3 separate regions of the Mus musculus genome follow, and all the other regions are linked to region 1. The links are chromatin contacts, called in public Hi-C and Micro-C maps. All regions are on one chromosome and are shown on one strand. The core of a region is the stretch at or near the end of the contact, and the rest is flanking DNA. Distances in the headings are between cores, read along the strand shown.

Region 1 (3,264 bases), core at 309-2,808:
ATAGGGAGAGGCTAGGCCACTGAGCCTGGACTGCCTGGCTGCGGTTGGTGACAACTGAGGATGCCGGCAAGCCCTCTTTATCTCAGTGCCTGACAGGTATCAGGAGGAGAAATGAAGCAGAGGACAACTCACAGTAGTGGCTGGGCTATCAGTCGTCCCCCATGAGATGAAAACAGCAGAGCTGAGTCCAGTGACCTGGGCCATGTGGATAAAGAGAATGAGCCCCAGCTGCACCAGTAGCTCCAGTGTCCTGCCCTGGGAGCCTTCTGGCCACAGGAATGTAGCCAAGGCATTTAGCAAAGAGCAGGACGAAAGTGTGTGTGGGAGGGAGTGGGGGACATTTTCTCACGCATCGGCGTAAGAGGCACAAGTGGCATCTTTTTGCAGCAAATTAAATTAAACTAGATTATTGCCGATGATGCCAAGTCGCATTTAAAACCCTTTCCAACCTGAATATTAAAAACCCTGCCTGGCACATCCTGCTCTCCTTTCAGAGATAAAGCTCAACTCGCACACAGGCTGCTGCCTTGCCTCACTGAGCCTCACTCCCCGCCTCTTCTGATTAGGCCTCTCTCCCGTCTCCCCTGGGATTTCATCTGGGAGGCTAACAGCACTGGTTCCCCAGGCTAGCCTGCAGGGTGTGTCAGATACCTGGGGAAGAGTCAGGCCCCTCCCTCTAGAGACCTGGGCTGTACCGCCAGAGCTTGGAAGATGTTCTGAAAGGAGCCTAGAGATGCCTACCTAGACCTCATTTTCTTGGTACTTTTTTTTTTTTTTTGCTGGAGGGAAAAGCTCCTTAGGCCCCCATGTAGCTGAGAAGTCTCTCACACTGCAAGTTCAACTCCCTGAAGGCAGTGCTTGGCTCCTTCTGGTTTTAAGGTAGGTGTTATAAATTGCCTGCCATAAACTCCCTGGAAGCAGATGAGGTACCACATCAGCTAATAAGCAACAATGACTTGACAACTGGAGTTTCTGCTCAACCAAGTAAGAACACTGAAAACTCACAAAGCTGTGCTTGTGGTAGCTGCTTTAAAGTTCTATTTTTATTTATTTTATTTATTTTTATTATTTCTGGAGGGGTTGTTTTGTTTTGCTTTGCTGTGGGGACCAAGTCTCATTCTGTAGCCTAGACCGACCTAAAATGCATTATGCAGCTGTGGCCTTAAACTCAGGGCAATCCCTCTGTTGCAAACTCCCACGTGTTGAGAATTATAGGCATGAGACACTATACCTGAGTCCCTGGGAAAACTCATCTCAGCCCACTTCCAACATAAAATTGTTTATCTGGGCAAATCTCCTTTTTCTTTTTTAGTGTGGTAGGGCACCATACGACTCTGAGCCATTGGCACAGGAGTCCTCACACTGGTGCCCTTAGAGGCAGATCACACATTGCACTGGGCAGTGCTGGCCCTGGGAAGAATGGGGCTAACATGTTTTTAATTAAGTTTGATTTCAAGGGAAGGAAATGGCTTTGTGAGCAAGCCCACTCAGTTCTTATACATGGTTAGCTCCTGTGCTCAGCGCTATCCTGGACAATACACACAGGCTCTAAGTAATTGCCCCGCTCTGACTCACAGGCTGAGAGTGGAAATGAAATCACAGGATGAGCTGGCAGTGCCCAGTCCCTTGTTGTCAGAGTAAATGGGAAGTCCCCTTCCCTGTCACCAGTGCTGCTGATACATGGGCATGACCAACAGCTGGGCAGGACAGGTCAACAAGGGCAACCTGTAAAACTAACAGAAGGCCAGAGCCACTGCCTGGTGGCCTGCATGGGCCCTTTGTGTGAAGGGCTGGAAGTACTAAGCCCTGGCAGATGCAGGCATCCTGAGCCCCTCTCAGAAGACGCTCCTGTACTCTTTCTATTCACATCCAAGCCATGTTGCTGAGACAGTAAGTGGCTGCGGAGGAGGCTGAAGTAGATGAGGTTGTGCGTGTCCCTTCTGTTCTCGGGAAATATCAGTAGGGAATAGGAGAATAAGGGATAAGTCATGGTTTCTACAGAGACAGTTATTTCCTATGCTTGCTTCTCCTTTCATATGTACCAGTATATTCAACAAAGCCTGCAAGACCTAAGTGGAAGGACCTGACCCAGCAGAGGCCACTGTATCACGAAGCAACAGTGACCAGGTCAAAGTCTTCCACCAAGGTTTTAGAATGTGGAAAGCCACCACTGGACCTTTGGGTGTCCTCTCTATTTATCTCCATTAGGGATGTAGACTCCAGGATCTTCTGGGTTAAGTCCTTGGAATTTTATTTGAAGAAGCCTTCTTTCTTTCTTTCTTTCTTTCTTTCTTTCTTGCTTGCTTGCTTGCTTGCTTTCTTGCTTTCTTGCTTTCTTGCTTTCTTGCTTGCTTGCTTGCTTGCTTGCTTGCTTGCTTGCTTGCTTGCTTTCTTGCTTTCTTGCTTTCTTGCTTTCTTGCTTTCTTGCTTTCTTGCTTTCTTGCTTTCTTGCTTTCTTGCTTTCTTGCTTTCTTGCTTTCTTGCTTTCTTGCTTTCTTGCTTTCTTGCTTTCTTGCTTTCTTGCTTTCTTGCTTTCTTGCTTTCTTGCTTTCTTCCTATCTACTAGATATGTTAGCAACACAGACATGGTGCATTTCAGAGGTTTCCTCTAGCCAGCTTTCTTCGGGAGAGGCATAGAATAGAGCCACAGAAAACTGGAATAGTGACTCATTATGGCTAGTGGAAGGGGATGTTTAAGAAATCTTTTTCTGAGTCAGGTGGTGGTGGTGCACGCCTTTAATCCCAGCACTTGGGAGGCAGAGGCAGGCGGGTTTCTAGTTCGAGGCCAGCCTGGTCTACAGAGTGAGTTCCAAGACAGCCAGGACTACACAGAGAAACCCTGTCTCTAAAAAACCAAAAAAAAAAAAAAAAAAAAAAAAAAAAAACCAAACAAAAAACAAAAAACAAAAAAAAACAACAACAAAAAAACTTTTCTGGGCTGGAGAGATGGCTCAGTGGTTAAAAGCACTGACTGTTTTTCCAACAGTCCTGAGTTCAAATCCCAGCAATCACATGGTGGCTCACAACCATCTGTAATGGAATCTGAGGCTCTCTTCTGGTGCATCTAAAGACAGTTCATATATGTATGTATATATATATTAAATATATATGCATGCAGTTCTGTGGTCACCTGACTTGTGTTCACTCGAGCTGTAGCATCCCACTGTGGTGAGATGGTAGGTGGAGCCGGAGTCACCTGAAGACTCAACAGAACTGGAAGTCCAAGGATGTCCATTGGTGCCAGCTGCCAGCTGGAATTACTGT
Region 2 (3,264 bases), core at 571-3,070, 180 kb after region 1:
TTGAGTGTTGACACTTATTTCTGGTCCCTAGGGTATCCGTGCTTTTCACCAATAAAGAGACACTAGTTTCTCTGGCTTGGCACCTGCTTTCCCTTCTTGCAGGCCATGCTGCCTCTCCACAGAGAGACCCTACACAGAAGCATTGGTATTATTTTAATTCCAGGGATACAACAGAGAAACAGAATCGATGCCAGCAGGATTGATTATTCTGGTTAATAAATGCTTGATCCATTTGCCTATCTGTTTCTTTCCCTCTGTGATAACAGATCATTCATTTTACAAATACCTGCTCACAAGGAAGACTTGAGTGGAGTCTGGGGAGATCATGAAGCTGAAACCTCCCCTGGTCTTCAAGTCTCACATTCTCATGAGAAAGACTAGTTGCCTGGGCCAAATAATTACAGCTCTATAGCAGATGGGAACTCAACAGAGGGCATCTCAGCTCCTCGAATGCTCAAAGGGCATTTGAGAGATGCCCTAGGAGACAAGAAAACTGTGTCATAGAGGGGCTATTGGGGAAGAAAATCCTGGCTCAAGAGAGAAAGAGAAAGCTCCACCCTTAAAGAGCAATGGTGCCTACCTCATCCAAGTTCTGACCTCCGACTTCTGCCTCATCTCTCTTGGAATCTTTCCTCTTCCTCCCTTTCCCTCCCCACCTCAGCCAAGGTTCTGAGGTTCAGCCATTGCTCTGCTCCATGACACCCACCCAGAAGCCCTCTGTGGACTGGTGAGCTTCCTGCCCCTCCTCTGCCTCCACACCTCCCAAGTGAGACCAAAATGATGCGGGTGTCCCTGCTTCAATGTCTGCCCTGTGCCTGTCCCAGACCAGCCCTCCCAGCTCTTCTCCCTCCAGCCTACCCACCCACAAGCCACTTTACCAGGTGAGCCTCAGGGAAGGCTCTTCTTACCTTGCCTCGCCTCCTCTCTCAACCTCTTGCTTCAGTTTTCTTTAGTCGGTCAGTCATTTGTTATCAATGATATTGCTAGTCATGACCCAATATGTGATAGGCTCAGGATGCAGACAAAAATTCACCAAGCACAGAAACGCTTACCTTCGTGGGGCTGATGGCTTAGTTTCTTGTTGTCCCTCTATCCCATGTCTTCAGCTCTAAACAACGTCCAGTCTCTCCAGCTACACCCTGCAGCCTCCAAAGCCCCCAACCTGTCTACTCGCTACAGCCTCCGGGCATTGCTCTGTTCACCGTTGTCCTAACCCCTTCTTCCTACCCATCCCTCAGGGCCCTCCCTCCCACCATGATCTGCTCTCAGTTCTGACCTGTCCCACTATGAGACAACCCTTATAGCTCCCTGAGTGGGTTGTCTGCCCTTGCCGTAGCAAACACCTAACAAAAGCATCAAAAGGAAGGGAGGGAGGGAGGAAAAGAGGGAAGAAGGGAGGGAGAAAGGGAAGGAGGGAGGGAGGGACGGAGGGACAAAGGGAAGGGTTTATTGGGCTCATAATAAAGGATCCCCATCATGGCGGAAAGGACATGCTGGCACGAGACAGCTGGCCACACTGCATCCGCTATCAGGAAGCTCAGAGAGATGAATATTAGTGCTCATCACACTCTGTTTTATTCTGTTCAAACTTCAGCCCGTTAGACATGGCTACCCACTTTCAGGGTGGGTTTTCCTACCTCAGTTAAACTAATCTAGAAACGTTCTCACTGACACGCCTAGAAGTTTGCCTCCCAAGTAATGTTACATTGTGCCAAGTTGATAATGAATCACCACAAACCCTGTGCTGTCACTAGATGGTAAGATCCCTGCAGCCCCAAATGGTCTGGCCACTCTTCCATCTTCCTGTGGCAGCATCTGACACAAACCCCACCAGGACAGCAGCTGCTGGGCGGGCAGGCAGCTGCTGTTCTAAGTATTGTTCTGAGCGTGCTGGCCTGGCTCTCCCTCTCAATAATCAGTCAAGGTAAGTGCTTAGGCATCTCCACTGTTAGAGGACAAAACAGGTTTTGAGAAACTAAACAACTCAACACCAGTGCTCACTGGGGGGGGGGGGGGGGGGGGAGAGCGGGGAGGAGGGGAGGAGGGGAGGGGAGGGGAGGGGAGGGGAGAGGAAGGCAGGCTTGCTCTAACCGCAGTACCCATGAGCAATACCCTCCCTTCTTCTCTCTGTCTTGACCTAACAAAAATGAGTGCTTTATAAACCGGTGATGAGTGAAGGCATGGCTGACATCTGACTGTTCACTTCTGCCCACTCCTGTGAACAAATCTTATGTATTTTTTACACATTCCGTACCATATAACTGGTTCATAGAACTATGCAGTAAGTTGACTTAGTTTGCATGACAGGATCAGAGAAACTAAGACTAGGATGTTTACCCAAGGTCATACAGCAAGCAAATGCTGGTCCTGATCAAATCTGGAGCTCTCTAATAATGAAGCCCTCTTTTCTGCATAGCATTCACTACTCACGGGTAGTAGGCTGTGTAGATTAGCCCAACCCTTTAGAAACGCAGAATATTCTCTGACTTTTGGCTACATGATCAACTCCTTTCAAAGCTTCTCTCATAGGAGTTGAATAGAAGACAAAGTGACCAAATTTTCATTTTTTTTCAGGTCTGTCTCTTTTGAATTTTTCAATTTTTATGCCTCTAATTTTTATTGCTTTAAAACACCAAAATTCACTCTAGTTCTCACACAGGCTTCCAGCATTCTAAACTCAAACACTGTGTTCTCTGCCTCTTGGAGGCATCCCCTCCCTGAAGAAGGCCTAGAACCTCAGACAGATGAGGGGTCACAGCATCTTCTGCAACAGGCACCAGCTTAGAAAAAAGGCGGCAGCAAGATGGAGTCCTCTCCATGAGGGAAGGAAGATTAAGAGATCAGATGTGCACAGGGCAACGGAGATTAAATGGACGGACGGCGTGCACCCTTTCCACGTGGTTCAGGAAGGTGGGAAGGATGGTTATCTAGGATATCACACTAAGCAGAGAAAGCTAACAGGCTGCTGCTGCTTGGGGTGGTAGAGAAGCTGAGTTCCCCCAGACCTCACCTTGGCTCAAGGTTAACCACCAGTGGGATCAAGTTCCTTGTGTGGGACTGGCCTCTCACATCCCTGAGACTCTCTGGCTCACCTATCCTTCCAACTCCACTCTGAAGGGGCTCTTAGCCAGCCATCTAAGGCCCAAGTCCCGTCAGTGCACTGACAGGGACTCCTGTGCTTCAGGAAGGAGATATCTCCTCTCCTTCTACGGAGTGGAAATTCTGGGTGTGCTATGCAAGGCCAGGCCAGAGCTAGCACAAATG
Region 3 (3,264 bases), core at 455-2,954, 130 kb after region 1:
TTATGGATTGCGTTTGTGTTCGCGCAGTGCCTCTGTTTCTAAGGCTGGCGAGATGTACCTGGGTTTGTTCTATGATCTCATACTGAACACCACGCAGACTTGCTTGCCATCATTTTTTATGATAACCATAACACTTCTACATTTCCTCTCAATAACGCATTTTTGATAAATGGGCAATTTTGATGGCCCAAAAGCATAATAAGCATTTGCTTCTGAATGCCCCCACTCTGCTAAGGTATGGTTCCCCCTCCCCTTCACCCTTTAATATTTGTTGCATTTATTCAAGAAAGGTTATCCTCAGTAAAACTGCTTTTTCTATTCAACAGTCTATCTCTGTCATGGTTCATTTATGTGAAAGCGTGACAGACTGAAACCCGTATTATCCACAGCTGACAAGTGTCAGGGCGACAGTTCAATCAGCCCTTCCTTGAGATGATGCTCACGGCCCTGTGTTTGAAGTAGGACAATAAAGCAAGAGACACAATCGGGGCCAAACTGATCCAGACCCTGTATGTAAAAGGGATCCTACCTAATAACACAGTGCCGATTTTTTTTTCTCCTCTCCAAACACATTAGTCCTTAAACAGTAACTTGGCCCTTAAGAAAATCTGTGACTGACATGAAAATGCTAAGTTTTAACGTGGTTGGTTTATCTGTAACCTCACGGGGCTGCTTCTTTGTGCAGAGTGGTTTTGTCAAAGTCAGAAAAATAATGTATTCAGTGTCTGATCATTGGGGGGGGGGGGGAGCTGTTTGAATGGGATTTTAAGTCAGGCATCCTGATGTTGACACGGGGGATCATTTTCTTGTCCTCTTGTTTTACATTTGTGGAACAGATCATTTGCATCGGCTAATAAAATTAAAGAGAAAAAAAAAAGCATACAAAAGCCGGCTCCCTCCTGCAGCAACCCTTCATCTCTTCCACCAGCCAGGGAAACAGAGTTGCCAAGCCTGTTTCTTTATGTGAAGTTTCTCTAGGACACAGACTGTAATGCAAATAGATACGCAAGCGTAATTCCTCTGCAGCCTGGGTAGCACTTAAACACGAGCGCATATTGAAGCATTTCTGTACAATCAACAGCATGGCCAAAGCCGAGGAAATGCTGCTAACACTCCTTGCAGGGACTGGGGCACAGTAGGCCTTGCTCTCCGGAAGATTCTAGGTCACTGCCAGGCAATGGCAGCGTAGAAGGGAAGGGTGTTCGCCTCCTTAGAAGGAGTCAGAACACTTGAATGCCTTTAATAGGGAAAGAGTCAAAGACCCTCTTCAAGCATCATAAACTCTGTGCGCCAGAAGGTACCACAGGGAACGTCAGATCCAACCCCTGTTCTCTATGGATGGAGCCCAGGCACATTCTGTGACTTCCGTGGTCAGCTTAAAGCTTAACAGCAGACGACTCGGTTTTGTTTCTCTTCCGTCTGGCTTTAGCAGGCAGAGCCAAGTTCGTGGGGGAAAGGTTTGATCAAAAGGAGAATCCAGGTCAGATGGTGAGTAATGGTGGTCTGGAGCTACCAAACGTGACAGGCCGATTCTCTCTTGGGCAGTTTTAGCAGTGTGCGCTGTGTGTTGCTTAATCTGTCCACCCACGCTGCTCTGTCCCTGCTCATCTGTTTACCCACATTCTCTGCCGCTCTCTGCCCTGCCCACCACATCACTCAGACTCTCTGGGTTATCAGCTGCCAGGGCAAGGCAGATGTGGTCAGCCAGGCCCTCCTCCTTTGTTCCTCTCTTGAGTCCCCATCTATGGGGTGGCTGACTCCTCCCAGAACTCTGCTTATACTGAGTGATTGTAGCCCCAGTCACAAGCCCCAGTCTCCCAGTGTCCTCCTGTGACCCTACAGTCATAGGCTTTCATACCGTCACTTAGTTGCTATAACTAAGTCTGCCACCCCACCCCTACCCCTGTCTGTTCACACTATTCTGCCCAGACTTCTGAAGGAGCTCCCCTTGTTTAAGTCTCATTCTGAGCTCAGGGGAGTCCCATTTCCTATTAGGACCCACACAGAACAATGACTCGCAGGACTCTTAAATGGATGTCCTACAACTAGTCCCGTGCTGTTAACATATTTTGAATTCCCTTGGAGAATCCGGTGAAAGCTATAGGCTCTTATCCCAGAACAAAATCGGTGGCACGCATACATGAAGTGACAGGAAGTTCTCAGGTTCCTCAAGGCGCTCTCCATATCCCCTAGGGTGCCCCCAGACTACCAATATCTCCGCTCAATGAATCTTCTAGGAGCCATCTAGCAAAGCTCCATTTGATCGCGGCATGCTTCTCCCATGGCGCTTATAGTGGAATATCCCACAGAGAACATGAGGCCAGGCCTCTCACCACAGCATGTCAGACTTCATTGACAGGGTCCCGCTAACAAAAGAGCCAAAGAGAGGGAATTTAATGCAGGGGAGTTGCTGCAGGGGGAGGTGAAAGGGCAAAGGGGAGGGAAAGGCAATCCAGAGATTAGCACCAGCAGGAAGCCAGTGGCAGGGACAAAGGGGAGAGGTGAGGTCATTGGTACCCAGGAGTCAGGGCCTCCCGGAGAGCCTCAAGAAGACCACCTGGCCCCTGCAAGAGATGTTGTCCAAAGCAGAAAGACTGTCTGGTGGTTTTCCTCCCATTGATCTCCATTCCCTCATACACCACACTCTTCAGAAGTTGGGGGCTGGGGGGTGGGGGGGCGGGGAATGAGAAAGCAAAGGACTGATCTGAGCCTGAACAGGAAAATGATTCCCACAAAGCCTTCATGACCTGACTACCCCTTCCTATGGAACTCTGGCCCCTGGAACCTGGGTTGTTCTGGAAGATTCAGTCTCCTCATATCTTCAGGGTACCAACTATCTGCCAGGCTAGTTCCGAGAGAACAGAGCTGGAGAACGCTACCCAAGAGTTACAAATAATATCAAATAAAAGCAGCAAGATTAGAACAGAGGACGAAAGACTCATTTCCAGGCTTGCAGGGCAGTGTGATAGCTCAGGCAACATGAGGTCAGGAGCTGATGACAAGAATAATCAGAGAAACTTCCATGGCTTCCCCCAGAGACTTGTGATAATGAAACCTAAAGGTTTTGAAACCCAGGGCTGGATACACAGGGGCAGATACACTGATAACTGAGGTTGTACACAGGAATCCTCTAGGAAGCTTTGTGTGTGTGTGTGTGGGGGGGGGGTGATAAGATACAGGGTCCTACCCAGTGACACACTTGAGTCCATACTTAAACCACAAAAGATGGTTGTTGGTTAAACACAGCCACTATGTATATGGGTT

The links. Hi-C and Micro-C count contacts between places; a contact is called where the count stands out from the background.
Region 2: a contact with region 1 is called in a Micro-C map of muscle stem cells, with 3 times the contacts expected there. The contact joins two enhancer-like sites. A contact is called at or near these places in 3 of 484 Hi-C or Micro-C datasets (embryonic fibroblasts, embryonic stem cells and muscle stem cells) and 2 of 115 datasets of contacts at active chromatin or transcription factors (neural tube and pancreatic cancer cells).
Region 3: a Hi-C map of myocytes shows a contact between it and region 1, with 1.8 times the contacts expected there. The contact joins two enhancer-like sites. A contact is called at or near these places in 7 of 484 Hi-C or Micro-C datasets (the MC3T3-E1 cell line, the P5424 cell line, cerebral cortex and 4 more), 2 of 115 datasets of contacts at active chromatin or transcription factors (embryonic basal ganglia and embryonic hindbrain) and 1 of 9 other capture datasets (embryonic stem cells).

The regions. Positions count from the first base shown.
Region 1 is chr13:107,484,228-107,487,491 of GRCm38.p6, forward strand. No RefSeq gene overlaps it. Among named protein-coding and RNA genes, the nearest start is that of AI197445, 16 kb to the left of the region's middle. Within about 2 kb of position 1,559, at least 65 of the 459 cell types and tissues checked have an H3K27ac peak or open chromatin away from gene starts, as enhancers often do. A contact at or near this core is called in muscle stem cells and myocytes, where this site is marked.
Region 2 is chr13:107,666,856-107,670,119 of GRCm38.p6, forward strand. No RefSeq gene overlaps it. Among named protein-coding and RNA genes, the nearest start is that of Gm32186, 4.4 kb to the left of the region's middle. Within about 2 kb of position 1,821, at least 5 of the 459 cell types and tissues checked have an H3K27ac peak or open chromatin away from gene starts, as enhancers often do. A contact at or near this core is called in muscle stem cells, where this site is marked.
Region 3 is chr13:107,618,032-107,621,295 of GRCm38.p6, forward strand. No RefSeq gene overlaps it. Among named protein-coding and RNA genes, the nearest start is that of Gm32090, 6.8 kb to the left of the region's middle. Within about 2 kb of position 1,705, at least 99 of the 459 cell types and tissues checked have an H3K27ac peak or open chromatin away from gene starts, as enhancers often do. A contact at or near this core is called in myocytes, where this site is marked.